Linked DNA regions of Rattus norvegicus: region 2 is linked to region 1. The links are chromatin contacts, called in public HiChIP or PLAC-seq maps. All regions are on one chromosome and are shown on one strand. Each heading gives the region's core, a stretch centred on a gene start, on an enhancer-like site or on the middle of the called end of the contact. The rest is flanking DNA. Distances are from core to core; before and after follow the strand shown. Region 1 overlaps Anks1a (ankyrin repeat and sterile alpha motif domain containing 1A). Region 2 overlaps Scube3 (signal peptide, CUB domain and EGF like domain containing 3).

Region 1 (2,934 bases), core at 302-2,801:
TGCAGTCCAGGCTGATGTGGAGCTTGTGACTCTTGTCCTGACTCCCCGCACCTAGCTTTTAAGGCTGCCACCTCTTCAGCATAACGGCACCATTGAAGAGACATTCAGCTTTTGGGGACTGCCTTCCCATCGCTTTCTCCTGTGCTAACGGCTGGAGAGCGAACAGCCCCCTGGGCTGTGACTAACAGGTCCTGACAGCACCACCTTCCGCCCACCCTGAGCTCATCACTGCAGAGGCCATTCAGTTCCTGGGATCTTCAGGGTCTCTCTTCGTCATCAGAGCCACCTTCCTGGCATGATGGGCAGAGTCACACAGACGTTCTCCTAGAACGCACAACACTCAACCAAGATTTAGCACCGTCCCTTAGTCCTGGCCTTCCCAAGTGCCCATTTCTACTGGTTACGTAATACTCTCTCAGTCAGGCTGGAAACCGCCCTCAGCACCCAGCCCTTGCTCATCCATGCCTGGCCGCACCTCCGCTGTCCTACCCTCAGACTTGTCCCACTCCTTCCTCCTCCCCTAACTTCCTCCTGCCCCTCTGGGATAGGCTCTAGTTACCAGCAGAGACTCATGAAGGTTCCTGGCTGCAAGCTATTCCTGCCTCCGCCGGCCTGTCCCAAGCCCTGACTCCCAAATTCTACCCTTTTGAGCGTGTGGCTCCTAGGCTGTCACCCCACTCCTCGAGTTTCAACAATACCGCTCTGTCTCTGGAATAAAGACTGACATTTGAGATCCAACACTCTGTGACAAGTTCTCTTTGTTCCAGTCAAACTGGAGTCTGGCCCTGATCCAGGCTACTCTCCACCTCCTCCCTCCACCCTCTGTCGTGTGCCACACCCCTGCCTGGAACCTCTGGTCATCTCCCTCCCCAGTGCTGGCCTTTCAGGTTGAAGTCTCTGTTTCAGGGCTTGGCTCAGACACTCTCTTCACAGACCTATCTCTGATCTCTTACGTGAACGTAATTTGTCTCACTTTTGAATATCAAATTGCTTTTTAAAAACCATTTTCGTGTGATCTTAACATATTCTGCCCTCTTTCACCTTTCGACTACTTTCTGTAATTATCATACATGTCCATATACATATATATATATATATCTGTCAAAACATTTGGACAACACAGAGATGCTACTCACAAAGCTTGTTTAATCAGAAGGAGAGCGAGCTGTTCTAACCCTGCAGCAGCAAGAGGAGTGGGGAGGCAGCCAGAGGCCTGGCTTCGTCAGGAGCCTAAGTCAGAGGCTGGGGAGAAGATGCTGGCCCATGAGACTCAACTGCCAAGCTTCTGTCCACAAAGTCACAAAGGCGTGCAAGCTTCTGCCATGAAAAGCCAGCCCGGACCTTCAGGCTGAGGGAAGGGACTGAGGACAGCACTATTTTCTCTTTCTGAAATCTGAGTAAGGGGGCCCTGCTCAGCACTGGAGAGGGCTTACCAAGGTGACAGGATCGGAGGGAGAACTGCAGACAGAGAACAGGCCCCTGCCCTCCAAGAAGATCAGTCTTCTTACTCAGGTGCATGCATGGCTCTCGGGAACAACACCTCGACTCCCTCTGGAACCACACTACGTGGCATTCACATACGCCTCAGAGCAGCCACTGCCGCTCGTGCTAAGTCACCTCTTCACAGACCCAGAGTGCCAAGGACAGTGCTGTGACTACTAGGCCTACTGGCTACTTTCCTTTGTGCTATCCAACCTGGAAAGCAGCCACTGCAATCCCGAGTGGTCACACGTCCGGACTGCACGGACAGAAATGGCTCAGACCCACTGGCCCTGACTTGGAAACAATTTGAAGCACAGAGGGTCCCCCTTCCTTGTTACAACTATCAGTGCCCAGTGGGCCTGGTGACTTTTGGGAGATGCATTTTCTGCCTCGTGGATCTGCTAATGTGTCCTCCCGTGGCTGGGTGTTTCCATCCTGTAAGTGCGATCAACATTTCTGGTGGGAATTCTCCTGTGTCGTGGTGGGCTCAGTGCTCCTGCTCTCCAAGACTGTTAAGTTTTAGGAAAGTAGGGATCCTTTGTGGTTCAAACACAGACACAGGGCCACTTCTGTCTGTACTTCCCGAAGTATCTGACTCTGAGACTGGCCCCCAGAGGCATCAGCTCTGCTTTTTACACAAGATTTGTAGTCACTGAATGCCAGGCTGTCCCACAGTTCCTGACCCCACCCCCACATGCGGCCTGTGTCTATGGCTTGACTTCCCCGCTTCTCTTCTCCTCCTTCAGATACAGTGTGACAGCTGCAAGGAGGCTGGGGCCACAGCGAAGCCTGAGTGTGTTTGCCCGCATGTTATCTCCACTCCTCCTCTCTGCTACTCCCCTCCCAGCCTCTCTTCTCAGGGTCACTGTGCCACGTCACGAGGCCACCATGCTATATCACAGTGTCACATCTGGGATACGCTTAAACTCCGGAGCTTAAAAGGCCCTCTGGCCTCCAAATGATGGGACTACAATGTGCATGCGTCTCCTCACCAGACACCATTCATCTTAATGTAAAAAACAAAAATTGACAAAAAAAGCAAACAAAGCAAAACAAACAAACAAAAAAAACCAAAAAACAAAAACCCACAAAATCATAGGCACCTCAGAAACTAAATAAGCAGGACTGCACATCTTGAGAAGCGAAGGCATTTCCCAATTTTGTTTTTTCTAGCGTGTGTGTGTGTGTGTCTGTGAGACTGGATCTCTTACTGAGCCTAGGGTTTTATCAATAGGCTAGGACAGCTGCGGTCCTCCTGTTCCTACCTCCCTGGTACAGGGGTTAGAAATTCCTGTTGTCAGCCAGGTAGTCGTGGCGTATACCTTTAGCTCCAGCACTTGGGAAGCAGAGGCAGGCGGATCTCTGAGTTCAAGGCCAGCCTGGTCTACAGAGGGAGTTCCAGGACAGCCCGGGTTACTCAGAGAAATCCTGTCTCAGAAAAAAAAAAAAAAA
Region 2 (2,773 bases), core at 190-2,689, 170 kb before region 1:
CTGGATTCCTAACTGCCAACTCGGTTGGTGCCTCAGGGCCAGGATCCTCTGTAGCTCTGCCTGGATTCCTAACTGCCAACTCGGTTGACAGCTCAAGTGCTCGCTTGATCTCCTCCATCCTCCTTGACATCAGCTAAGTCTAGTGGCTGCTCTCTCCATTAACCAGCTAAGTCTAGTGGCTGCTCTCTCCATTAACCAGCTAAGTCTAGTGGCTGCTCTCTCCGTATGGTGGATCTCATGCGCCACTCCATCAGCCATAGAGTAAATGATTAGAGGAAATGTCTGTGCATGTGTGATGTGTGACGGGAATGCAGAGAAGCTACACCCTAAAGGCACACATTGGGAGGCACTGTCACGGTGTGGCTTTCCAGGAGCTGGGCAGAATGGCAGGGAGAGAGGATCTGCAGTTATCCATGCTCCTATTAGGACGATCAGAGTTGATCCAGGCTGTTCTGGAGCGCTTCTGGGGAAGCACAGACATCCCTCTAAATGCCCAGTCACCCCTTTGTATGAAGCCATTTAACAGCTTTACAATAGCCTCTGACCCCCACCCCACCCTGACCATGTTGGCTAATGTGTCCCGGAAGCTGGCCTTGTTTGCTGTGTGTGTGAGGATCAGACTTTTTGGTAGTTGAAACTCTTGGCAGTTACCTAGAGTTGGACCTGAGGACTCACGGTGGCTGTCCAGGACTCCAGCCTCAGGGGAAGGAGAAGGAACAATTGGAGACTTTACAGGCAGCAACTGGGTTAAGGGTAGAGCATGGGTAGAGCCTGGGCCCGGGCACAGACGCCTTTCTTCCTTTTGAAACAGTAGTCGAAACAGGCTTGAGTCAGCTCCAGGAGGCAGGCAGCCAGTGTCAGGCACATGTCTGCTTCTTGTTCCTTCACCAGCTTCATACATGGCTAACTATCCAAGTTGAGGCTGCTCCAGCCTCTGGACGTCCTGGGAGCTTTCGCTGGCCATCCTGATGCTCTTCCATGGTATGTCAGGAGAGAGCATGAAGCAGGAAGACAGGTTGTCCCTACTCGCAGGAGATTCCTGACCAGTCCATCTGCATCTGTGACCACGAATCCACAGAGACAGACACAAGGAAGGCAGCATTGGCTCAGGCAGGAAGCCTCTTCCTCCCGCCCCATCACTTTACGGAGCTGGTCTCCGGTGCCTTGGGCGCCTCTGAGGGCTTGCACAGCCGAGGGCTCTGAAGTTCTGGGCGGCCTCAGCTAGGACAGAGACAGATGAGATGCTCTGGCTCTTAAGGCTGCTGACAGTCAGACTGCTGTTCCTCCACTCCCAACACAGCCCTCCTGGGCAGCTATAAATAGGGCTAAGCTAAGAGGAAAAAGAAACAAACAAAAAACCCCTCCCTCTAGACAACACAGAAAGACTCAAAATGATTGCACTTCTCAGATGTGGAGAGGGTGGGCAGGCAGCTTGCCAAGGGCACTCACTCACTCCTCCTGCTGCCCACAGCCTGAAGCTAGAGGTAGGCAGCTCCAGGCTGACTGCAGAGCCCATCCTCTTTGCTGGAGCCCACAAGCCACCTGGGGCTACAAGGGAAAAACAACCGTGGAGCAAGGTCCAGACCCGGAGAGCCAACAGCCAGGTTTCTCTAGGGACAGCACTTAACAGGCTCCCCAGGGAGCCCTTAGGTAGGGTGAGGGCACAGCTGGCACAGAGGGCTGGCAAGGAAAGGGTTAGTGTTTGAGGCTGGCTTCTACTTGTTCTGCAGGGAGCTCCTTTAGGCAATACATTTTCTTTCCTTTGTTTTGGGCAATGTTTTGAAAAGCTGCTTTCTGTCCTGCAGAGCTATCTGAGAGCTTTGTATGTCTGGGGCCCCTGCCTGCTGTTCTCCCTTCCCTGGCAGGGGTTTGCCAGCCCAGCAGTATGGAAACTTGTAAACCCTACGGAGTCAGCCCCAGTCAGAGCAAGGAGCTCCACAGATGAGGACACCAACTGTGTGGGCACCCCAGGGCTCAAAGTGTGTGCCCCAGCAGCCCAGTCGGGATAAACCTGCCATGTCAAAGGCTTCTTTGGCAGGACTCTGGGCTGGGAAGAGTCACTCTGGGGATCACAGGCTGCTGAGGGAGGAATCTTTTGGCTCCTGGCTAGCAAGGCACCGCAGTATAATGGCAGAGGGGTAGAGGGTGTCTATTCCTTCACCCCTGGGGGGAACAGACAGCACTGAATGACTTTTCCAGGAGAGAGACAGAAGGAAGGCAAGGTAACTAGAAAGACAGAAGGGGAGAGTGCCTGGTGTCGTGGTATCGCTCCTCCAAGAGGAGAAGACAGTTTGTTGTCTGAGGTCGGGGTGCCAGCTCTGAGGGCCAGGGAGGTGGGAGCTCTGAAACCCGGGTCTCGGAGCCCACAGGCACTATTTGTAAGGCCTCAGGAAGCTGGAGACCTTGGAGCGCAGTAACTTGATGAAGGACTTTGGCAGCATCTCCTTGTGTTTCTCTGTGTACTTGAAGTAGTTTTGGGGGTGGGCCAGGACCTCAAAGAAGGCCTTGATAAGCTTCTTATCCTGCAGAAGATGGCAGGTGGCAGTTGTCAGCTTGGGTGGCATGTGGAAAAGGGAAATACTCAGCAGACCTCCTCCTGTCCAACAGCGGCTCCCACCGAGCATGCCCAGAGGTGAGCCCTGGCCTCCTGTCCCTACTGCCGGCGCCCCAGAACCCTGCAGCCCAGGTAGTGACACAGGCCTAGTCCTCCACTGCTAAGGCCCGGCCCTGACCATTTCCTCAGAGCTACAGCCAACTGTTGACTCTCCCTTCA

Evidence for each region. HiChIP or PLAC-seq counts read pairs in DNA pulled down with a chosen protein or histone mark.
Region 2: an H3K27ac HiChIP or PLAC-seq map of oligodendrocytes shows a contact between it and region 1, with 5 times the contacts expected there. The contact joins two enhancer-like sites.

The regions. Positions count from the first base shown.
Region 1 is chr20:6,058,433-6,061,366 of GRCr8, reverse strand. The region is part of intron 11 of Anks1a (ankyrin repeat and sterile alpha motif domain containing 1A); the gene reads right to left. Among named protein-coding and RNA genes, the nearest start is that of Tcp11, 78 kb to the left of the region's middle. Within about 2 kb of position 1,551, at least 50 of the 93 cell types and tissues checked have an H3K27ac peak or open chromatin away from gene starts, as enhancers often do.
Region 2 is chr20:6,228,932-6,231,704 of GRCr8, reverse strand. It overlaps Scube3 (signal peptide, CUB domain and EGF like domain containing 3), which reads right to left. Exons shown (of 22, transcript NM_001271362.2): 22 at 1-2,522. The coding sequence ends at 2,373. The region is part of intron 1 of LOC108349039 (a long non-coding RNA gene); the gene reads left to right. Among named protein-coding and RNA genes, the nearest start is that of Zfp523, 15 kb to the left of the region's middle. Within about 2 kb of position 1,439, at least 24 of the 93 cell types and tissues checked have an H3K27ac peak or open chromatin away from gene starts, as enhancers often do.